Linked DNA regions of Mus musculus: all the other regions are linked to region 2. Evidence: chromatin contacts called from public HiChIP or PLAC-seq, Micro-C and promoter capture Hi-C data. All regions are on one chromosome and are shown on one strand. The core of a region is the stretch at or near the end of the contact, and the rest is flanking DNA. Distances in the headings are between cores, read along the strand shown.

Evidence for each region. Promoter capture Hi-C pulls out the DNA fragments that hold promoters and counts their contacts. Hi-C and Micro-C count contacts between places; a contact is called where the count stands out from the background. HiChIP or PLAC-seq counts read pairs in DNA pulled down with a chosen protein or histone mark.
Region 1: an H3K27ac HiChIP or PLAC-seq map of thymic regulatory T cells shows a contact between it and region 2, with 9 times the contacts expected there. The contact joins the promoter of Map2k1 here to the promoter of Anp32a in region 2. A contact is called at or near these places in 1 of 39 promoter capture datasets (erythroid cells) and 2 of 115 datasets of contacts at active chromatin or transcription factors (pro-B cells and thymic regulatory T cells).
Region 3: an H3K4me3 HiChIP or PLAC-seq map of embryonic limb bud shows a contact between it and region 2, with 3 times the contacts expected there. The contact joins the promoter of Smad3 here to the promoter of Anp32a in region 2. A contact is called at or near these places in 1 of 39 promoter capture datasets (liver), 1 of 484 Hi-C or Micro-C datasets (embryonic stem cells) and 1 of 115 datasets of contacts at active chromatin or transcription factors (embryonic limb bud).
Region 4: a contact with region 2 is called in an H3K27ac HiChIP or PLAC-seq map of bone marrow-derived dendritic cells, with 6 times the contacts expected there. The contact joins the promoter of Lrrc49 here to the promoter of Anp32a in region 2. A contact is called at or near these places in 1 of 39 promoter capture datasets (pre-B cells) and 3 of 115 datasets of contacts at active chromatin or transcription factors (bone marrow-derived dendritic cells, double positive thymocytes and large pre-B cells).
Region 5: a contact with region 2 is called in a Micro-C map of embryonic stem cells, with 4 times the contacts expected there. The contact joins the promoter of Smad6 here to the promoter of Anp32a in region 2. A contact is called at or near these places in 2 of 39 promoter capture datasets (the C10 cell line and pre-B cells), 4 of 484 Hi-C or Micro-C datasets (embryonic stem cells and uterus) and 2 of 115 datasets of contacts at active chromatin or transcription factors (pancreatic cancer cells and thymic regulatory T cells).
Region 6: a promoter capture Hi-C map of erythroid cells shows a contact between it and region 2, with 24 times the contacts expected there. The contact joins the promoter of 1110036E04Rik here to the promoter of Anp32a in region 2. A contact is called at or near these places in 1 of 39 promoter capture datasets (erythroid cells) and 2 of 115 datasets of contacts at active chromatin or transcription factors (embryonic stem cells and thymic regulatory T cells).
Region 7: a promoter capture Hi-C map of pre-B cells shows a contact between it and region 2, with 2.4 times the contacts expected there. The contact joins the promoter of Zwilch here to the promoter of Anp32a in region 2. A contact is called at or near these places in 3 of 39 promoter capture datasets (erythroid cells, neutrophils and pre-B cells) and 1 of 115 datasets of contacts at active chromatin or transcription factors (embryonic forebrain).

Annotation. Positions count from the first base shown.
Region 1 is chr9:64,252,325-64,255,796 of GRCm38.p6, reverse strand. Map2k1 (mitogen-activated protein kinase kinase 1) reads left to right here and starts at 2,192. Exons shown (of 11, transcript NM_008927.4): 1 at 2,192-2,584. The coding sequence starts at 2,505.
Region 2 is chr9:62,339,724-62,343,047 of GRCm38.p6, reverse strand. Anp32a (acidic (leucine-rich) nuclear phosphoprotein 32 family, member A) reads right to left here and starts at 1,705. Exons shown (of 7, transcript NM_009672.3): 1 at 1,494-1,705. The coding sequence starts at 1,547. It overlaps Gm20346 (predicted gene, 20346), which reads left to right. Exons shown (of 2, transcript NM_001378702.1): 2 at 1,060-1,546. The coding sequence ends at 1,124.
Region 3 is chr9:63,756,632-63,759,698 of GRCm38.p6, reverse strand. Smad3 (SMAD family member 3) reads left to right here and starts at 1,705. Exons shown (of 9, transcript NM_016769.4): 1 at 1,705-2,227. The coding sequence starts at 2,022.
Region 4 is chr9:60,686,649-60,689,649 of GRCm38.p6, reverse strand. Lrrc49 (leucine rich repeat containing 49) reads left to right here and starts at 1,516. Exons shown (of 17, transcript NM_145616.4): 1 at 1,516-1,838; 2 at 2,455-2,511. The coding sequence starts at 1,791.
Region 5 is chr9:64,020,390-64,023,408 of GRCm38.p6, reverse strand. It overlaps Smad6 (SMAD family member 6), which reads left to right and starts at 1,350. Exons shown (of 4, transcript NM_008542.3): 1 at 1,350-3,019. The coding sequence starts at 2,385.
Region 6 is chr9:64,048,382-64,051,725 of GRCm38.p6, reverse strand. 1110036E04Rik (RIKEN cDNA 1110036E04 gene) reads right to left here and starts at 1,897. Exons shown (of 3, transcript NR_040713.1): 1 at 1,831-1,897.
Region 7 is chr9:64,170,986-64,174,256 of GRCm38.p6, reverse strand. Zwilch (zwilch kinetochore protein) reads left to right here and starts at 1,326. Exons shown (of 19, transcript NM_026507.4): 1 at 1,326-1,439. The coding sequence starts at 1,366. Rpl4 (ribosomal protein L4) reads right to left here and starts at 870. Exons shown (of 10, transcript NM_024212.4): 1 at 824-870. The coding sequence starts at 826.

The DNA.
Region 1 (3,472 bases), core at 943-3,442, 1.9 Mb before region 2:
TTAACATCCTAGTTATGTGACCAACCATGTTGTAGATAAACAACCTTTCATCTAAAATGCTAGGCCTTCCCCACCTGGATGTCTTGCTATCTGGAGGTGGAGGTATTTGGCAATGAGAAATACCCCTTCGGGCTTCCTCCCTGCCTGGAAGTTAAGTCTCTTGCCTCAGCTTTCAACAGCCTCCTTACCTTCGAGTTTCCTGTAACACCTGGCTCTGGAACACCCGGGGCAGATGCTTATCTGTTCCTTATACCTAGTGTCTTTAAGTCTGAGTGGTTTCAAAAGAGGAAGCTGGAATGTGTATTTTCAGAAATTTATTTTTGTTTTATATGTATTTGTGTTTTGCCTGCATGTACATATGTGCACCATGTGTGTGCCTGGTGCCCTTGGGGGTCAGCAGAGAATGCAGGCTCTCCTGGAACTGGAGTGGTGGATAATTGGGAACCATCATGCAGGTGCTGGATATGAGCCTGGGCTCTCAGCAAGAGCAACATGTCCTCTTAATCACTGAGCCATGTCTCCAGCCCCTGAAACTGCATTTTTTTTCTGAATATGAACTATTGAGCTATTTGATAAATTCACATCTTATGCTCCAACAACCATCACAGAAAGACAGGATAAAACAATATTTGTTTATCTTGATGCTGATAGACTAAATGGGAAGTTGGTAGACTAAACCTAGAGTCTTTAAGGGGTGGGCAAGATAGACAGTGTCTCATGTGGCCCAGGTTAGGTCTGAAACTTGCTAGGTAGAGGAGGAACTTGCTAGGTAGCCTTCTGATCCTCCTGCCTCCGTTTGGTCAGTGCATGCCCCTCAATACCTATTTATGTCCTGGTGATTAAAAAAAAAAGATTTATCTGATTTATTATTATCATCATTTTAATTTTTCTTTTTTTTAAGATTATTCATTTATTATATGTAAGTACACTGTAGCTGTCTTCAGATACTCCAGAAGAGGGAGTCAGATCTCGTTACAGATGGTTATGAGCCACCATGTGGTTGCTGGGATTTGAACTCAGGACCTTTGGAAGAGCAGTCGGGTGCTCTTACCCACTGAGCCATCTCATCAGCCATTTTAGTTTTTCACGACAGGGTTTCTCTGTGTAGTCCTGGCTGTCTTGGAACTCACTCTGTAGACCAGGTTAGTCTCCAACTAGGGATTTCCACCTGTTTCTGCCTACCGAGTGCTGGGATTAAAAGTGTGTGCCTGACTTTATTTTTAATGATGTTTGTGTGTGTTTGGGTATGTACACAAGAGTACATGTACCCTCAGAGGCCAGAGGCATGGTATCCACTACAGCTGGAAGTTACAGGTGGTTGTGAGCTGCCCAAACACGAATGCAGGGAACCCAACTAGAGTCCTGTTAAAGCAAGAAACACCCTCAACTTCTGCGCTAGCTGTCCAGGCTACTCCAAACTTGACTTTGCCAAAAGGCTTAGAAAACGAAAAAGAGGATATGAGATTGGATACATTTAGGTCGGCTGACCCCATTAATTAGACTTCAATCTGCTCTCAAAATAGGCTTCACTAATTTACCACCTCTGCAGCACGGAGTTCTCAGCTGTGTACCTCCATTTTAGTAGAATTAAAATAGAAAAATCATGTCAGTTTAGTTTAAGGAGTCTCTTGACAAGTTTTCTTTTATTTTGAGACTGGGTCTCACAATGTATCCCTGGCTGTGTAGACCAAGCTGGCTTCGAATGCGTACACATCAGCCTGCCTCTGCCTCTTGTACTGGAATTAAAAATGTGCACTCCTGGCTTTTGTTCAATTTAGTTTGCTCTTACTCAATTCCGCTTGGCCTCAGGACACGAAAAGGGGTCCTTTTCTTATTTATTTTGTACTTTTGTCTGGGTCAAAATGACCCAGCCCAAGGGAGGAGAAGAGTTGAGATAAATAGGCCAAGCAGCCCCACTCAAAGGCAAGATGACCTGCGTGCAAGAACCTCGTACAGCAGCCACCTGGATACCGCTGGTCAGCAGAGGGCGCCCGGAAAGCCTCCCTTTAACTCCGCCCCAAGCCAATGCGCCGCGCCTCCCGTGACGTATTTCCGCGTCATCTGCCTCTGAGGCTAGTCCCCATTGGCTGTCGGCGAAGCGACGGGGGCGGAGTCAGGCGGGCGTGAGGGAAGCGCTGCAGCCCCCGTGGGGGCGGGGCCTGCTCGTTTCCCCGCCCCTCCCTCACCCTCCAGTCCCTCACTGGGACGTCTGTGCGCGGCGTCTCGGAGCGCCGGAGCAGCGGTGGCCGCACTTTCTCCAAGCTGGGGCTGTAGCTGAGCTGTGGGTAGTGCGCAGGGAGCCGTCCGAGCCCGAGGAACCGGTGTGCTGAGGCGAGAGTTCCCGGCCGGCGAGCGCGCGCAGCTGGTTCTCCGCGTGGGTTGGGCGGAGGGTCCCAGGAGCGCGGCGTTGATCGAGCCGCCCCGACTCTGGGCAGAGCCGAGGGAGGAAGCGAGAAGCGGCCGCGCGCTCCCTGCTGAGTTGCAGGCTCTTTCCCGGCTGCAAGATGCCCAAGAAGAAGCCGACGCCCATCCAGCTGAACCCGGCCCCCGATGGCTCGGCGGTTAACGGGACCAGCTCGGCCGAGTGAGTACCGGGAGTGGCCGGGAGGCCGCCACCGCCAGGCGAGGCTTCGTCACGTACGGCCCGGCTGGCGGGGGGCGAGGAACTCCGGCCGCCGGGCTATCAGTGACTAAGCACTGATTGGGTGCCTGACTCACATCGACCGTGCACCCTACAAGTCCCGATCCCCCTCTTTCCCAACAGTGTCTGTCGTCCCTGGCCACCGACATCAATCTTCGCCCAAGAAAACGAAACCTAATGCGTCCCCCCCTAGCTATTGCCTAAAGGGCATACTCTGGGATTCTGGCCTGTAACAAGACGCAGAGCAAATTCAGGTCGCTTCTCATTAACCTTTGAGACCTCCTCGGGGTCTGAGTGTGGACTTGGGATGGGTGAGCCCCATTTACTTTTGGTGCCTGACACCTGTGGGGCCTTGTGGCCGGTTGATCGCCTGGCCAGCGGGGGCGTGTGTTCACAGATTTCCCCATGGCTTTTCCCTGGTTCACTTTGGGGACTCCCTCATCCGTGGCCTTTTTCTTGAGAAGTACCTTGCTCGAGGGAGGAGTCTCTCTTCATCTGTCCGTTCATGCAACAGTTCATCCCCTCACCGGTTATTCTCCCAGCTTTGCTTAGTTGACCGGGAGCCGGAAATTGACTTGAGGCATAAGAACGATGACCAGGGAAACAAAGCCAAAGGTTGCTCGGTATCTGCAGGGGCCAGTGTTGCTTACAGACAGATAAGAGTTTATTTCATAAGGTGGGTTTCTGAGCCCACCTGTTGGGTTTCTTCTTCATCTTTCCCTGAGGTCAGGAGACTTGAGAGGTATCTGATAAAATGAAAGTAGCTTCAGGCATTCTGTCCTTTGGAGATTATTGTAACCCCCCTCCCTCCTTTCCCTAGATTTTAATAAC
Region 2 (3,324 bases), core at 456-2,955:
CCTGCTCCCTACTACCGAGCCTAGAGGGGAAGTTGGCTAGGGTTTCCACCGCAGACCCTAAGGTCTCTCGAATGGGTCAACTCGCAGACAACACGAGTGCGTGAAAGCGAGAGGGAGACAAAAATAAACAGTAGCTTTCGAGTCACCCACCAACCCTCACTTCCCCTTGCAGTGGGCTCGCGCCCAGCCTCCCTGTTCCCACCGGTGTAAGTTTCCTCCTGCCATACTCCCGCCGCTGCCCAATCCATAACGGCTACGGCCAGACGAACTGCCCATCCCAGAGCTGCGTGCCTGCCGTGCCCGCAAGAATGTAGACTGGGTCGGTCCCCACAGCGGCACTAGCTCTGGGCAGCTCGGGTTCTGATAAAGTTTCTCGTGCCCATTTATTAACCAAGCGCCGAATGGCTGCCAGGGAGCCCACCCCAGGAGAAGCAAGGACCGGGAAGGTGGGGTGTCTGCTGCCGATGAGGCGTCAGGGTGCCAAGGCTGGCATCTGGGGAGGGAGCCGGGGGCCAGAACGGGACGCAGCCTCCGGGCAACTTACATTAGCGACGCTCGTGGTTGGGGAGGCGCGAGGATTATCTGAGCATTTGCACACTTCACAATCCCTCCCCCTTAACCTAAGGTACCCCCCCTCCCTTTCCGCGAGGAAGAAGGGAGAAAAGACAGCATCTGGCCCAAAGGTGGGGTGGAAAGAGTGAGAGAGAAAGGAGAAGGAAGGCAGACAGAGAAAGGGAGGGAGGGAGAGAAAGGGCGCGTTCACGAACACGACAAAGTTACAAATATGGCTCCCCACCTCTCGCCTCATCCCCGCAGAGAAACGAAGACGCGCTTTAAACTCGAGCCATCTCCCAACTCCGCAGCAGTCGGGTCCCCACGCGCTCTCCCCGGGGTCCTCGGGCTACATTGATCAGAAACTATACCGGACTCGCGAAGCCCAAAACTTATTGTGTGCGAGCGAGCGAAAGAGACTGCAAAGGGAGGGGGCAGGCGCGGGAGGGGGCGGAAAGGGGGTTACGCTTCTAAAATATAACAACCCCTTTTTGTTGTTTAATCCAGGAGGCAGCCCATCTTCTCCTCCCCTCGATCATCTTTTCCATCCAGATGCAAGTCGTGGGAGCTGAGAGCTCGGACGAGGGTGAAATTGCCGCCTTCCCTCCGACCCGAACGCGTGCGCCCCGCCGGCCCCCCGCTGGGTGCACACTCGCACGCACACCCTCGCACCCATACCCGCACACGCGGGAGCACACGCACAGGTAGTCAGTCACACACCAAGGGCAGCAGCGACGGCGGACGAAACATGCTCCGGTGGCATTGCAACCCCCCCCACCCCCGCCATCCAACCTTGCAATTCATTTGCAGTCAGACCCCAAACCCCACACCTTCCCCGGAGCCCCCCTCCATAAAAAAGTGCCTTCCCCCCAAAACACACACGCACACATAACACAAAGTAGGAGAATGGACCGACAGAGATATTTTTGGCAAATGCTCACATCAGAGGGCGTCCTGTTCCGCAGCTCTAAATAAATCCGTTTGTCCATCTCCATCTCTCGCGCTCTCTCTTTCTGCAGAGGATCCTGCGCCAGCGGAATTCAATCAATAAACCCCGAACCCACGGCCGCGCGTTTTAGGACTTTGAAGGCTCAACCAGCTCCGCTCGGTTCTCGAGCCCCCAGCACCCGCGGCGCACACTAACCTGATCGCCGTAGAGGCGGGACCTGCGGCTCCTTGCGTGGAGCGGCGGCAACAAGAGCCAATCAAATGGCGAGGCTTCGGACGCCAGCCAATAGTGGTGGTGGCGGCGGGGGGCAGGGTCCAATGGGCATCCTGCGCAGCGGGCCAGGGAGGCTCAGCCATTTGGCTGTGGTGCCGGAGACGGACCCCTTTAGATACCGGGGCCGCCGAAGAGGAGCGCGGCTGCACCTTGGTGGTTGCGCGCTGGGGGCGGGAGGGAAGGCAGGGCAGGTGCGTGGACCTGAAGGTTCGTGGCCGGGGGCGGGGCCGCAGGTGCGTGGACACGGGAGGGGCGGGGTCCTTGCGGGGGCATCCTCTGGGTGCTGGGCGGGCGGACGAGGCCTGGGGCGCGCGGGCACAAGGCAGGCCCAAGGAGGGCGCGCATTTTTGGAGCGCACGAAGGACAAATCCCACCACACACACACACACCCCGGGATGCCCACTTGGCACAACCCCTCCGACCGGTCTGCTCCCATCTCCGCAATTAAATAATCAAGTCTTAAGTGCATGACGCTCCCACATCCAAAGGAGCGAGGGCGCGATCTCGACCCCAGAGGCTTGGCAATCTGATGCCCTGTCTTAAAAGAAGCAATTCCCCGAGAGTCATCGGGGGGATCTTGTATAGGGCAATTAATGAATGGAAAGGCCGCAGATGGAGAACTGTATAAAATATTAAAAAGTGGAAAAGGAAGGTGCTGGGAACTGCCGATTCTCAGAGCCGAACATAATTGACGGGCTTTATAGGATTTTTTGAGAGAGAGCGTTGCACGTTTCATTCTAATCGTTTGGTTGGATCTGCATTGCCAAAGAGTCGCTAACTGGGGGCACTTACGCCAGGTCTTACAGTTGCTTTGGGTTTTGTTTTTGTTCGACCACGTTACGTTTTTTAAGAAACCTTTACAGCCCTGGTTCCCATTGGGTTACCAGCTTCCTATGGGCAGCCCTCGGACCTCATGGTACTATGTGGATGTCCGGCTGTGAACAAATTACGGGATACATGTTTAATTTTATTCACACAACTTTATCATAGTGTCTTTTCCTATGTGTCTTCATCTACACGCTTCTGCAAACACCCCCAAAGTAATTCTTTTTTTGAGACATTAGAACTAAGTATTTTATTTAGTTAGTTCTTTTAGATCAAACAAATGGATTTGAAAGCTGATAAATGTTTATTCTAAGTAGCTGGAAGTACAAAATAAAACCATTTCGTCTGGGTAAATATGTAATTTCTTTACGTTGTTCATTTGACATTTCTTATCCTTAGATTTTTGTTAATTTTTACAAAGGCTGTATATCTGGAATGTTTCAATTGTATTGTTTCCTTTTAAAAACACAAAGAACTCCAAATTATCTCTTTGCCAATGTATCAGCTCATGTTTCTGGATAAGGTTTTTAAAGCAATAATAGTTTTTCATTACAAATATTTTAAGAAGGTGTAGTGTACAAAATCTGTTATAGCAGAAGTCTTGAAGTTCTTGTTCTTTTGGATGGTAAATGCTCGCTTGCTTCTTAAACACTGAAGTTGAGGACCTGCTATCAGCAGTGTTGTGAGAGAGTCCTTTCCAAGGAATAACTCTCAAAACACATCGG
Region 3 (3,067 bases), core at 456-2,955, 1.4 Mb before region 2:
TAACGGCAGTGATTGGTATCTGTTTGAACACAGCAGTGAAGACTGCCCACCTTTAATGCCAAGTAAGGCACAGGCAGGCAGATCTCTGTTCGAGGCCAGCTTTGCTCTGGTCTATAGAGCGAGTTTTAGGACAGTCAGAGCTACACAGAGAAACCCTGTCTTGAAACAAAACAAAAAGGACCTCCTTCCTTATAGTCTCTAGCAGCAAGTGGAAGGGAGGCTGCAGCCACCATCTAACTGGTTTGCAGGAACCGGCTTGCTGAGGTCTACTGAGCCTCAGGGGTCTTCCTTTCAGGACTTACCAGGGAGGTGGAAGGAGGGAAACCACAACCCCTGACAAGCTGCCGCTGGCGGTTGGTGGTGGGGCAGCCTCGAGGACAGAGCAGGGGGCCCCTGAAGCTTCAGGGCTGACTCTGTGGGACGAGCCACACTTCATAGGGCTTCGTAAAGCGCACCGGATCTTGGTTTGCAAATAACTTGTTTCTCACCACGGGAGAGAAATAGGTGTGTGTGTGTTCGCGCGTGCGCAAAACCAAGCACACTCTAAGCATCTGGGCTAGCCTGATAGGGAGGCTGAAACAGGATAAAGGAGCAGAGGGTCTAATGTAACGCCCCAAATCCGTGGAGGGACCGTGGGCAACCAGCCCTGAATTCGTCTAGTCTGCAGTAAAGCCCCTAGGGCTACTCAAAGTCAGGTTCTCTTGGCTTCCCACCTAGGCTAACTTTGAATAAACTTCTCGAGTCCTCTCCGGCTTGCTCTTTGTGTGTGCGAGTTCATTGCTTTGTAAACAAAAGCTCTCTTACTTGTTTGGTGTCGAATTTCGGAACTTCAGTAACACCCTGAAATGTTAATTCTCTCCCCTCCTCCAAAGAAAAATCCTAAAGCACCCCCATTCATTCCTTCAGGAACGCAACAGATGTCTTTGAGGCCCGTTTTCTGCAAAAAGCTTGGTTCACTGGGCCCAAGGGACCCCTGGCTCCAGCTATTGTTCAAGTTGTCACTGAGGTCTCTTAACTCCTTTTAAGTCTCCCTCTCCCCTTTTCCAACTCCCTCCTCCGCAGTCTCAGGCAGTCGGCCGTTCTGATCTCACCCAGCAGGAAAACAAAAACAAAACAAAAAACCACCTAAAGCAGCTCTGGCCACTGAGCGAGATCAGCGTGCCCCAACTTCCTGGGCCCGGAGCTTTTCTGAACCCCTCACCGCGCCCGAGTCCTCTCCGGAGTGCAGCCAGCCCTTGACGGACAGTGCCTGTTCCCTGTGAGTCTAATCCTCTCTAGTTCCTGCAACGGTATCTGAGAGTCTGTGGGGCGGCGAGTCCCCAGGAGTCCGGTCCCTCGGCACTTGGCAGAGCTGGCGGCCGCCCTACCCGGTGGCCCACGTGGGCGCGCTTGGCGGCGCTGGGCGGGGAAGGCCGCGGGTCCTCCCCGGAGCAGGGCGCGGGGGAGGAGCGGGGAGCCCCGGCAGCGAGGGGGCGGCGACTGCGCTGGGAAGGAGGCTGCACGCGGAGCTGCGTGAAACGTAGACTTGGGAGCGGGCGGGAGAGGAGCGGGTAGCGCGGCTGCTCGGCCCTGGCTGGCCCTGCAAGGCGGCGATCGCAGAGGAGGAGGAGGAGGAGGAGCAGCGCTGCAGAGGCGGAGGGATCTGCGCACCAAAGCCATCCAGGCCAGCAAAGTTTGGCTGGGGGTTGGACTTTCCTTCCCGGAGGCGGCACCCAAACAGCTACCCCGTGCGGAAACCCAAACTTTCTACTGCCACTTGGAGTCTCGCGGCCGCCGCCTCCGCCCCGCGCGTCCGGGGCCTGCCCGTCAGTCCGTCGGTCCGCGTGGAGCAGCTCGGGCGCCGCCGTGCTCCCGATCCCCGCAGCTGCAGCGCCGCAGTCCTGGCCCGGACGCCCGGGCAAGTTCTCCAGAGTTAAAAGCGAAGTTCGGGCGAGGCGCGGGCCGAGCTGCCTCTGAGCGCCCCCGGCGTCCCCAGTGCGCCCAGCCCCGCCGGGGGCGCCGGTGACCCTTCGGTGCCAGCCATGTCGTCCATCCTGCCCTTCACCCCCCCGATCGTGAAGCGCCTGCTGGGTTGGAAGAAGGGCGAGCAGAACGGGCAGGAGGAGAAGTGGTGCGAGAAGGCGGTCAAGAGCTTGGTGAAGAAGCTCAAGAAGACGGGGCAGTTGGACGAGCTGGAGAAGGCCATCACCACGCAGAACGTGAACACCAAGTGCATTACCATCCCCAGGTGGGGTCCCAGAGCGGCTGGGGGCGCACTGGCCCAGCCCCCTAGCGCGGCCCGGGTGGAGAGGGAGGGCGTGTGCGCGTGTGTGCGCGCGCCTGTAGGGGACGGGGAGTGGGTGGAGGGACCCCAAACAAAACCTTCGGATTTGCCTAGCCTCAGAGACCTGGCTTCCGTGCAGCATTTTGGCTTCTAGACCTCAAGGGTCGCCAGCTGCTTCCGGGCAGCAGGGGTGTTTCTGAGCTTGGCCCCCCAACTCTCGGGGCTTCGGGCTCCAAGTGGAGGCCCCGCTTTGTTCGGCTCTGCCGGCCGAGCCCCTCCTCCTCCGCCGCCTCCCGCCCCGCGCTCGTGGAGGTGGTGGCGTGTGTCCCTTTCTTTTCTTCAGCTCTGTTCCCCCACTTCTTTTCCTCGTCTACAGGAATGCAGTCGGTACAGCTGTGGGTGAGGAGCGGGAGCCCGTTGATTGACAGATTCCTTCTTCGCTCTTTCTTTGCTTTGGGATTAGCATTTTTACTGAGTATTTTTAGATTTGGTTGTGCCAGCCTCCCGCCCCCTGTGCACGCATGCACGCACGCACTTAGTTGGAGAGCAGAGCACCGACTTTGAAGCGGGAGAAACAAGTGGCAGAAAGTAGGGGCTTTCCCTCTTTCCACCCCACCCCTGCTGATTTGCGATCTTTTTAATCCAGAGTATGCGGGTGCCTAGAATGGAGCAGGCAGCTCCAGGCAGATAACAAAACACCCCAGGGCTGGCCTCCCATCGGCCCTGCATTCCTGTAGAGCCTATTTTCCCAAAGCGCTTTGCCATCTGTCCTGACCTCCTTTATCCTTCCCATCGGGCTAGAGG
Region 4 (3,001 bases), core at 267-2,766, 1.7 Mb after region 2:
CAATCAATGCTTAATTAATATGGTAAGTATTGTGCCTCAGACATTACTCCAAGTAACTAACTCTCTACAGCTCTGGAAAGGCTTTGGCTGAGATGCGATAACATCTTTCTATTACAGATGAGGAACCTGGGCATAGGAAGCATGCTTAATTATTGGCAGAACCATAACTGAAACCCATGAGTTGGCCACCAAGTTTATTCTTGTAACCACCATGATTTCATACCTTAGCTAACCTCCACACCCCACCCCCACACATAAAGATAAATATTTTAAAAAACATAATATGTAAGTCAGGGATCAGGAGAAACTATATTTGAGCTTATTGCTTTAAAAAAGGGACAGAACTTTATTGATGGTGCCAGAAAATGGGAAAAGGAATAACTATGGTTACTGCCGGGAACAGGTGAGCAGTCTCAAAAGAGAGGAATGCTGAGGAACCAAAAGATCAGCATTATGTCTATGAACTCTTCAGGACAGTGGTATTAATAGGATGGTAGGGAAAGGAGAAAAATCATGCAAGGATGTGTAAGTTGTGTTCATAATTTTGATCCAAAAATTATATGTTTACATTCCAAATGATGATAGAATATCACTAAAGGAAGGGTCTTAGGCATCCACCCAGATGTGGGAAGCAGGTTAGTATTACAGAAAGAATATTGTTCTGGTGACTGGAGGTATAATAAGAATTCCAGGCCATTGAAGAAGTTAATTTTTGGATGTGTCTCCTCACATAAAATGGATAGGTTTGGACTAGTTGAGAAATAAGGTTGCCTTCAGCCCTGTCATTCTATACAAGTCTCACAATTCAAAGTCAAAATGTCAGTTACAGACCACTTAACTTCTTGGCAACCTTTTCTCAGATTTAGAACTAAACATTCCTTCTGCACTGTCATAGAGCCACTGTTTAATCCACATAATGGTCATAGGGTGGAAGCTGGATTGTCCCAAAGAGGGCTTGGAAGTTTTTAAGAGAGCAAGTAGTGATAATTCGATGCAAGGAATATGTAATCAGTATTTGGGGGTGGGGTGGGGGCAGAAAGGTATGCAGTGAGGAGATGACTGGAAGTTTGTTTAGCTCGCCAGGAACATGAACTTGAAGGCAGCCAGTATCAGTCAAAAGAAGCTTAGGGAAGGGAAGGGGTTATTAGCAAGACTTGTCTTCAGTAGTAGCTTCACAGCTTTAGTCTTTTTTTTTTTTTTTTTTTGGACAGATCGATTGTCTGGCGCACTCCGTTCCTCTGCCCGCAGGGGCCTCAGGAAAGCTGGCTTCCCTTCACTATCTCCAGGTCGGATTGTATCCTTCCTTGTCTCGGCTTAGTGGAAGGGCCAAATTAAATGGGAAGGTTATGAGCACCTTCCTCCAGCTCTTCCCTGCGATCTTGCCAGGAAAACAGGCAGCAGCAGGCAGAGGGAATCAAACTTCCCGCGGGCAGTGTTGAGGCGGGTCCTAAAGAGGAAAGGACCGGAAGTCATGGTTGCCATAGCCACCGATGTGTCCTCCCTCTTCCTCGTCTTATCCTCCTCCGGATCCTCCCGCTGTTTTCAAGCGGCCTGGAAAAAAAAAAAAAATCCAGAACGAGGAAGTGCTGACGCACGGGGCCCCACAGATACTCCCCGAGGCTAGCCGCCCGGACGGCCCAAAGATCTAGGGCGAGGACCAGACCGGAAATGGTGGTTTCTATGGTAACCCCTGAGCGGGTTGCCTGGGAGATGACCCCTTTTGGTCTCTTTGAATCTTAGCTGTAGGATTACCTCGAAGGAGGATTGAACATCCTGGACTGTCTCCTGCCATGATTCCCGGAAAATATCGCTCCGTTTCTGGCCGAGCTGCAAATAACGTGAGTTGGGCCTTCCTGATTTTTCTTCCTTTCCGATAGTAGTCTTGTCCTCTCTGACTGGCGTCTTTGTCCTAGGTGATGGGCTGTATTACTGGGATCGGGGCGACTGAAGCTATTGTCTCATTGAGGCTAGGGTTTCCTGGGCTAGTCCAAAGCACTCTGAGAGTTTTTGAATATTGTATGATGGGTGTTTAAAATCTTGCCCAGGGCCCGAGCTCCCCAGAAGGTGGAGCTGGTTTGCTAGGCAAACACTGGGATTCCTTTAGTTATCCCCCACCCACTTCTTCCTTTTTTTCTATTGAGAAAGGAACCTGTTCTTAGACACTCCCACCTCCTTTATTCAAGCACTGACATCCTGACTGGCAACAGAAATGTCGGGGCTCCAAAGCCTGAGGTACAAGGTGGGTGAAATCCGTGCCTCCGACATTTTGAAAAATAAATTAATGAAAGCATTTGACTTGATTTTACTTGATTCCTAGACTTCAGAAAATGCTCATTTACCAGAAAAGGCAAAGAAAGATGGAATATTTGACTGTGTTCCATTTCTTATAATGTGTTTATACTATGGTGTGTATGCATTAAGAAATCATTTTATAATTTAACTTTTACATTTCAGGTGAACTGTGGACTTCATCTGGTTATTCAAACGTCGTCACTTTCTGACAAAAACAAAGTAAGATTTAAGCAGATTTGTATTTAAGTTGAAAATAAATGGTCAGATATTGTACACAAATACTTGTATATTTTATATATAGATTCTGACCTCGGGGCTGAGGGTCTCTTATTTTGGTTTTCAATGTAAAGCTGACTTTATTTTCTGTCTACTTTCATAAAGCCAAATCATCCCTCTTGTATCAATTTAGGTCATTCCATTACAAGAGCCCCTCCCCTTACATTTAAACATTTCTGGTGAAGGTATTTCTTAAAAGTGGTTGTATGGCATAATTTAATTAAGAAATGCTTTCTTCCTTAGACATAGGTAAAATGATGGTATCATTCTAATGGTAGCATCTCTGGAAGGATAAAATGGGACATTTTAGGAGGATTTCACTTTGTGATTCATTTTAAATCAGAAGAAAAACTAGCTTAGCAGAGGAAATGTTAGTGTTTTAATAACGTATTGAGTGTTAGATTCTTATTTTGTGTGTGTGTGTGTGTGTGTG
Region 5 (3,019 bases), core at 101-2,600, 1.7 Mb before region 2:
GGAGTACCTGGCTCCAGGTAAGACTCAGGGAAGTAGTCTGTATCTTTCCTACACACACGACCCTTCCCCCAGCGCACTTCCAGACCCGTTCCTGGACTTGCACACCACCTTCGCTACAGCAGTCCAGAGCACAGGTATCCTAAAGGGGATCACAAGTCCGCGCCCCATCCTCCCCACTCCGCCTCCCGCGGGGTGCGGCGTCAAGCCCCAGGCCAATGAGAGTAGCGGAATTTCTTTCATTGAGCTCGGGGCCCCGCTCCTGCCCGGAAAGGGGCGTGGTGCTGCGCCGGGGGTGGGGCCGCGGCGCGCCAGGGGAGGGCGGGGCCGGCCCTGCGGCTGGGCCAATCGGCGCCACGCCCGGGAGGGGGAGGGGGAACCAGGCCTTTTTTCCCCTCCGCGCGGGGCCAATCCTGACTTTACAAGCTTGAACTTTTGCCACCCTCGGACTAGCAAGCACGCCCGAGGAGGTACCCCGCCGCGCCGGCTCCAGGGCAGGAGCGGCCTTAACCCTTCCCATGCCGGGTCCCCAAGTCTGTCCCCAACTTGCCCCCGTTTTTATAGTGAAACATAACTGGGGAAAGCACGCCCCTCTATCACTCTCGAAGGGGCATAAGGTAAATCCTCGAAGGGAGAAGAAAGCGCCTGGCCTTGAGAGGAGCCTAGGACGCCAGGAGGGAGAGCCGGGGCGACCAGGAGGAGCCATCCAAGAGCACTCCTGCCTCTACCCCACCCTGTCCAAGTCCCCACCTCGGGCTATCCTGGAGCTCCCTCGATCACCCGCCCCCCAGTGTAGCCTAGGCGGAGAGACCCCTAATTTTGGGCAGGGGGTGCGTGGAGCCTTCATAGGACACGGAAGAAACCCGCTATCCCAACTTCGCCGCCGCCCCCCAACTCCCCAGAGACGGAGGGCAGGAAGGCGCACACACACGCCCATTTTTATTAGCCCGCGCTGAGGCTGGGGGTTTGGACTGACTCTAAAGTGCTATGCGCGTTTGCAAGTTTGGGCACAAGCCAGAGAGAGGCAAAGGGCCGCCTCGGAGTCCGGGTCGCGGTGGGTTCACCCAGCAGAGCTGGGCATCAGGGTGTGAGTGTTTGTTAGCGCGTGTGCGGGACGGCTGGTATCCGTGCCCAAGGCACGACGTGAGCTTGAGAGTGAGTCGCGGGCACTGTCAGCCTCGGGGCGGGGGTGCTGGGGCGGGCGAGGGGCGGGGGCCCGCGTTCGGCCCGCCCCGGGAACCAGCCCCCTCGGAGCCTCGGGCTCAGCAATGGGACGTGTTCTCCTTTAAGAGTTAAGAAACTTGAAACCTTGTTTGCGCAACAATCAGCGCCGCGGAGCCGCCAAAGTGTCTAGACTGGCATATGATGGGAGGCAGCCAATGACTCCGCGGCGCTCCTCCGGGGGCCCTCAGTGTGCGTTTGAGGAGAACAAAAAAGAGAGAGAGCGCCGAGAGGGGGAACGAGCGAGGGAGCTGAGTCCAGAGAAAGAGCCGCCGGGCGCTGCCTCGCCAAACCTCGCTGGGACCGCGGGGCCACCAGGAGGCACTTTGGTGAAGGGGGGGGGGGGCGACCTCGGCAGCCGCGGCGCCCGAAGCGACCCAGCGCAGCGTGGGGCGGGCTGCGACCTCTGCTTCGGTGGATTGCATTTTTAATTAAGGATTCCTAGCAGCTCTTTGGGATTTTTTTTTTCCGGCTTCCACTCATGTGTTGACACCCGCGTTCAGGAGAGACTTGCCCCAAGTGCACCGAGCGCCCGGGACCTGAGACGGAATTGCTTTTCGTGCGTGCAAAATCCAAGCATTTTGAGTTTTGTTTGGGACCTTTTTCTTGCTTTGCTTTTATTTCTATTTTTATTTTGTTGCAGGGATATGGGAGTTATCCACAAGCCTTAGTTTCGGATCCTGCAGGGAAAGCCCATGTAGCATAGCTTGGCTTTTGAAGGCAGAGTTGTGCAGACACATTTGGGGGCACGACGCAAGCGCTTTGTGCTCGTGTACCAGCCGCGCAACTTTTGAAGGCTCGCCGGCCCATGCAGGGTGTCTCTAGCATCGTTTCGCTGGTGGCTTCCCTAAGGCTCCAAAGCAGCTGGAGTTGAGCGGTCCCGGCCCATCGTGATCCATGTAGCCCGCTGGTCCCTCGCGGACTGAGGCTCAACACGCGCGTGTTCCCGGCCCGGCCCGGCCCGGCTTGGCCCGGCGCGAGCTCCCTCATGTTGCAGCCCTGCGGTGCCCCTTCGACGACAGGCTGTGCGCGGTCTGCACGGCGCCCCGCGGCAGAGCTTCATGTGGGGCTGCGGCCCGCTCAGCCGGCGCCTCGTTGAGGGAACGGACCCCCGGTAACCGGAGACCGCCTCCCCTCCCACCACCCCAGGCGCCAAAGGGTATCGTATGTTCAGGTCTAAACGTTCGGGGCTGGTGCGGCGACTTTGGCGAAGTCGTGTGGTCCCTGATCGGGAGGAAGGCAGCGGCGGCGGCGGTGGTGTCGACGAGGATGGGAGCCTGGGCAGCCGAGCTGAGCCTGCCCCGCGGGCACGAGAGGGCGGAGGCTGCAGCCGCTCCGAAGTCCGCTCGGTAGCCCCGCGGCGGCCCCGGGACGCGGTGGGACCGCGAGGCGCCGCGATCGCGGGCAGGCGCCGGCGCACAGGGGGCCTCCCGAGGCCCGTGTCGGAGTCGGGGGCCGGGGCTGGGGGCTCCCCGCTGGATGTGGCGGAGCCTGGAGGCCCAGGCTGGCTGCCTGAGAGTGACTGCGAGACGGTGACCTGCTGTCTCTTCTCCGAACGGGACGCAGCAGGCGCGCCCCGGGACTCTGGCGATCCCCAAGCCAGACAGTCCCCGGAGCCGGAGGAGGGCGGCGGGCCTCGGAGTCGCGAAGCCCGCTCGCGACTGCTGCTTCTGGAGCAGGAGCTCAAGACGGTCACGTACTCGCTGCTCAAGAGGCTCAAGGAGCGTTCGCTGGACACGCTGTTGGAGGCTGTGGAGTCCCGAGGCGGCGTACCGGGCGGCTGCGTGCTGGTGCCGCGCGC
Region 6 (3,344 bases), core at 648-3,147, 1.7 Mb before region 2:
ACACAGTAAATATGTACAGTAGCTGCATACTTTCATTAGAATTGTAATAATGAAATACTACCTATTTGGGTGGTTTAAGTAGCAATTTAAATTTCCTACAATACTAGAGGCTGAAAGCCCAAGGGCAGGGAAGCTGGTTTTCTTAGAAGCCTATTTCCCTGGCTGCAGGTAGCCAGCCTTTTGCTAGCCTTTTGCTATCCTTCCATGAGATCCTTGCTATGGGTACTCATCCCATAACTTCTCTGGTTATCTAAACTCCCTCCTGTCCAAGGACACTACTCAGTTTGAATGGGAGTCCATGATAAGGGCCTCATTTTGTCTTAATGACCGTGTGTGTGTGTCTGTCTGTCTGTGTGTGTGTGTTTTCGGGATGCACATGTGTGTACCTGTGAAAGCCAGAGGGCAAACTTGGATTTCATTCCCTGGGCTCTGTTCATCTTGTTTTCCAAAGCAGGAGTCTCTTACTGGCTAAGAACTCACTGACTGTCCGGACTGCTGGCCACAGAGCCACAGGGATCTCCCTGACTCTGCCTCTGACACTGGAGGAGTTTCATGTGTGTACCACCATGATGATGTCTGCTTCTACATGTATTCTGAGGATCAAATTCAGTTTCAAGGTACAGGCAAGACAAACACTACTAACTGAGCCACCTCCCCAGCCTCCATAACAACTTCTAAACAGCCCCTACTTCCAAGTACAGCCCAGTTCTGAAGTACTAGATGCCAGCCAGTCAGTCAACATGAACTTGGTGATGCCACAATTTTGCTTATAACAAAATCCAACGGCTATCAGTGCTCATCCCTGGGCTGAGGGGATAGACTTGGAACTTCCAGGAAGCTGGAAGCATTCCAAGAAGATTTCCTGGAAGGGAAACTTCAAATCTTGGTCAAAAGGGAATCAGAAGGAAAGACTGGAAATTCCAGGCAAATGAAACAGCAAGAACACAAGCCTGGAAACAGGACGCGTTTCAGGAAAGATAAGCTGGTGACTGTCTGGATGAGTCACGGGCAGAGTCTCCCAGAAGGTAACGTTGTGAAATGCCTTGGATGTTGGAGAGGCTCGGGGCTTGATTCTGCTTCAATAAGGACCCATTGAGAACATCTGAGCTCAAGAAAGAGGAGGGTTGTACTTTGGGCCAGAATCAGGGAAATCGCTGTGTGGAGCAGGCTTGCCATTTAGAGCATGCGACAGAGAAGCCCCTGGCTTGCTGATTACACACGGCTGGAGTCGCCACCAAGTTTTTGATTCAAAGTGCCTTGATAGCCCCTGAGCGTATTTTGGATTTTGTTTTTTGCTTTTTTTTTCCCTTCGCCCAACTTCTCAGGGCTGCTACTCTTGATGGCCCGTGAGATTTAGGAAGCACCGGAATTTTACTAGGCAGAGAGAGCAGAGTCCCGGCAGGCAGAGGTGTGGCTGCTCCTCTCCCCTCCTGACTAGGCAATCACCCTGGAGGACAGCAAGGCCAAGGCCTCAGGGGAGGTGGCGCCAGTTCTGGAGAGTCATCTTGTGTCTGGTTGCCATGGCATCCGGCACTGCATAGGAGGGCCAATCCGGCTCCCCCGCCGGAAATAGGGTGATCACCTGGCCTCCGCGCTTTCCACAGCGCCGCGGGGTTTTCTGTTTGTTTGGTTTGGTTTGGAAGCAAACACCAAATAGTTAAACTTCCCGGAGCTTGTATCCGGCAGAACAATTCTACGGAAGATACTTTCCTTTTCAAGCTGGGGGCCGTTGAGTCTAAGCTCGTCTTGGCTCCGCTTGGTTTGGCCCTTTTACTCCGGCCACGCCCACTCCAGTCCAAGCTGGCCTTCTCTGCCTTTGGCTGTGCTCACCTGCTACCTCGTGAAGAGCAAGGTCCCTGGAGTCCTGCTGCCCTTCCTGCTGGTCATGGGGAAGATCCTCAACTCCTTTGTAGTCATACCCTCACCTGAAGTTTGGGAGTAAGACACCACCTCCTCGGGTTGCTAGGAGGAGTAACTGAGGGTGAACTTGGAAATCCCCCGGATACTACAAAACAGTACAACGGGCACGTGAAGCTGCATTAACAGCTCTCATTATTTTTACCTTTGCTCTTTTGTAGTGGCTTAGTCACCGGCCTCACACGCTTTATTGATTTTTACCCACACTGGGTATGGTGGAGAACTGTGAGTTCAAGGCCAGCGTTGGCTGTGTAGTTTGAAGCCAGACTGCACTCCCTTAAGACTCAGCTTTGGGGGCGGAGCACTGGTGGCGCACGCCTTTAATCCCAGCACTTGGGAGGCAGAGTTTGAGGCCAACATGGTCTACAGAGTGAGTTCCAGGACAGCCAGGGCTACACAGAGAAAAAACAAAACAAAACAACAAACAAACAAAAAAAGACTCAGCCTTGGAAAGACATAAAACAAACAAAAAAATTCCATTACAGCTTAATTCAGAATAAAAAGAGAGAGACTATAATCCAATTTAAGAGAAATACAGTATACAGTGTCTGCTTAGCTTCAACCAGGCCCTCAAACCTTGCGTCCTGGCTTTCTAGGCCAGGATTTCTGCCTCCTACCCGTATCATCTCCTACCTAAGCACTCACAGGAAGTGAGAGATCAGGCAGAACACAAGCTGGCTCCTGCAGTAAACGGCTTCAAAAACTCCTTCTCTCTCATAAAATCCAGATGCATGCTTTCATGCTCAGGACTTTTACGCCCGACCTACACTGCCGCTTCCTGTTTAGTGTCTGCCACCAAGACTAAGGTGTCCCCTGGAATTTCTTAACCATTCCATGCTCTTTATATATGTCAGTCTCTCTGCTTGGGATCCTCTAAGCTCCATTTTTCTTTTTGTTGTTGTTTTGTTTTTTTTTTTCTTCCTCACTTTAAGAGAGATACCATCAAGACTGTAGTGTCCCACTGGGATTTCAATGTGAGTGTGTGTGTGTGTGTGTGTGTGTGTGTGTGTGTGTAAGCACTTAAACACTCAGTATGTAAGCTGTGAAGGCTCCGAGGAAGGCTATGGAGGCAACCAATGGGGCCTTTCTGCAGAGAAACTCTGTGAAGCATTACTTCCTTGGCTGCCCAGGTTCCTGTTCACACTGCGTCTACTCTGCCTCTTTTCTCCCCGGGTCACATCTCTTACTGAGCTCCCCAGGAAGAGCGGCTCTTCCCAGGGACTTCGTGGCCCATCCAAGCTAGCCAGGCCCGGCTCTACTTAGCTTCTGGGATCGGATTAGATCAGGAGTGTTCAGATGATGTGGCAGAAGACCTTGCCGGGGACTTTGATACATGGAGACATGGGAGACATGTAGTAACCTTGGCTATTTGGGGGTAGCCAAGTAGAGACTAAGTGACCCCAGGCAGCTTTGTTTCAAGGTGCAAA
Region 7 (3,271 bases), core at 77-2,576, 1.8 Mb before region 2:
TTCAGCAAAGCTGGCCTGCTCATTTATCCAATGTTCCAGACCCCTTCAAATTCAGAAACGTTTTGATACTCTGAAAGACTCTTAACTGAGGATTCCACCAGCACTTAGGTCTGACCTATTTCCCATGTGCCCTTCCAGATACTATACCATCTCTTCTACTATACCCCCCTTTAAGTCGTCTCACAATAGGACAACCTATCTAGTCGGTTTAACGATGAATCTAACAGTCTCCAAATTACTGTGGTCAGAACAACCTTAATCCATCTACAGATAAACATTCGTGGTAAAACAATATACTAATTACTACTGAAAACTCGCTTAAGATTCAAAGGTCTAGATTACATCATATAAAGTAACGAAGACATGCATTTCCAGAAATTGTCTTAAAGAGGTGAAGGCAATCTTCCTGGAAAGCATAAATTCAGATATCCTTCAGCCCTTTTCTTTGAAGACAATTTCTCCGGACTGAAAGCACATGACCCGCCACGGCCTGTGCGGAGTTGTCATCGGACGATCTCGAACCCCTGACAAGTCTCTGGCATCAAAACGCTCGGCTTCCAGCAACCCTGCTTAGAACTAAGCAAAGCTTAGAACTAAGAAAAGCTAAGATCCCAAAGGTTCCTCTACCATCCACCTGGCGCTGTTGCCCACGTTGCCTCTAAGATGGCTGCCTCAGCGCCCACAACTCAGCTCCGGCCAGAAAAGGTGCTAGGTTTCCTTTCCCTCGTCTCCTCTCTGCAGATTCCATGTTCTGAACCTTCGCCCTCCTCTATAGCCGCCCCCCAGACCAGGGGGAAGCCCAGTGTAGAAGACCTCCACTCACCATGACGGGGAGAGGAGAAGGCCACGCTCCTCTCTACCCGGCTGCTCCCACAGGAAAAGGAAAGACTTGTCACTTGTACTCTATATATCCTTCCACTCGTCTTCCGCATCCTGCCCCTTATCAAAATCAAATTAGAGACACGATCTATCTTTCTGCTACATGTAAAAATTTCAAAAGGTAATATTATTGCGTGACGTGTGTTAAAATTATGTATTCATTTTTTTTAAAGTTAAAAAGAGTGATTAGAAAGGAGGGACTCTTTTTCGCGGAATAATTCGTAACTCGTCACAACTCTCGCGAGAATTATCTTTCTCCTCATCCCGCCCACCCTCATCATAACATCTCTTTTAGTCCATTTTTTCCCCCCTAACAGAAATGGGAGACTTTTGGAATAGTAAATTGAGGGGATGCTCTACTAAATTAAAGCAATGTGTTAGCGTTGAGTACAAACCGAACTTAAAGCGTGAAGTAGTTCCGGCGGGGCGGGGTCATGGCCTCTGACGTCATTGTCTGGGCGCGCAGTTCAGTTTAACTTCTTAGCAATGGACGGAGGCCACGGCGGTATGTGGTCGCGAATGAACCGCGCGGCGGAGGAGTTTTATGCTCGTCTCCGGCAGTGAGTTGTGGTTGGGGAATGGGATGGTACTTGTCCCTCCCCTGCCGGTGGTGTTTGCCACAGCTGGCTGCCGGCTTTCCTGGACCTGGGATGTGAGAGGCAGCCAGGGCTCTGCGGAGGCCTAGGCTACTGCCGGCCTCCGGAGAAAACACCCGAGCTTACCCAAGGGAGGCAAGATGGCAAAGCAGTGTACGGATTGGACTGATGTACACGCTTCTAAGTAGAGGCTCCTGGGACACAGAGAGCTAGATGTCATCGGGCCTCAAGCTCAGAAACGGACAGAATCCGCATCGACCCTCCTCGGCAGCCTCCTGATGCCGAGATGAGAGGCGTGAGCCGTGCCACAAATTCACTGTGTTCCCTCAGTGAAATTCTGTCAACTTCTACATCCTGTGTGAAAATCTAAGTCAGCGACTCACATCAGAATCACCCACAGGGTTGCCAAAATATACATTGACTGGCTCAGCCTCTGAGATTTTTGATTTCGTAGGCCTGATGTGAAGACAAAAAACTTTAATTCTAGGTGCAAGGTGTTGCTAGTTGGGTATAGCCCATTAGTCTCTAAATGCTATCATTTTTAACTGCCATTATTGCCCCTCCTGTTTACAAAAGCAGTAATAATTTTTCACTACTACAGGAAAAGAACTAATGTGCTTTTGTTTTTTAAGATAGTTTCAGAGCCCGGCGTGGTGGCGCACGCCTTTAATCCCAGCACTCGGGAGGCAGAGGCAGGCGAAGTTCGAGGCCAGCCTGGTCTAGAGAGTGAGTTCCAGGACAGCCAGAGCTATACAGAGAAACCCTGTCTCGAAAAATCAAAAAAAAAAAAAAAAAAAAAAAAAATAGTGTCTCTGTGTAACCCTGTCTGTCTTGGAACTCAATCTGTAGAGTAGGCTGGCCTGGAACTCAGAGATCCGGCCGCCTCAGCCCTCAGAGTGCTGGGGGTCAAAGGCGGGAGCCACCACTGCCCAGCTAAAACTAGTGGGTTTTAGTGGTTGGGTTTTTGTTGTTGTGTTGTGTTTGTTTTTTTTTGTTTTTTTTTTTTTTGAGACAGGGTTTCTCTGTGTAGCACTGGTTGTCCTGGAACTCACTCTGTAGACCAGGCTGGCCTTGAACTCAGAAATTCACCTGCCTCTGCCTCCCTAGTGCTACGAATAAAAGCATGAGCCACCACGCCCAACAAAACTGATGTTTTTAAAGAAGCTAATGTCTTTGAGCTCAGGAACTTGAGTTGTTTTTAACTGTTGTGGTATTTTGCCATGGTGTTAAGTACTTTATTGTTTTAAACCCAAGATCTCTGAGTTTGGACTTGTAAACATCGTGGCCCGGTGTCCAATGTGCTGTCCTTACAGGCATGTACCATTATGCCCAGCTTTTGAGGTTCTGGAAATGGCTTCACACATTTTAGGCAAGCACTGTTATTCCCGAGTTATGTTCTCAGCTTCTATGGTTGTTTTATGTCTGTTTTATCACCTCCATTGATACAAATTTATTTAGATCCTTTATGCTTACTAATTCTTTCCTGGATGTTTTCATCTTTCCATGCATAAACTCTAGAAGTTTTCACTTACTGTATCCCTCTCCGTGCCTACTGAAGTTTCTTGGTGATCTCCAGGGCTTCACCACAAACCTAGGAAGAAATTACCATTCTTGCCGATGTGGCATTTAACTCCAGAATTCTTCAAGTTAAGAGTCCTAAACTTAAAAGACCAGCCAGCTTCTTTCTTTTCATCTTTCCCAGACTCCCAGCCACTTCTGTTGTTTTAATTCTTCGCTGAGGATCAGAGGTGGGGGTCTTGTGCATGCTAGACAAGTCTCGTTCTTGCCCATCTCCA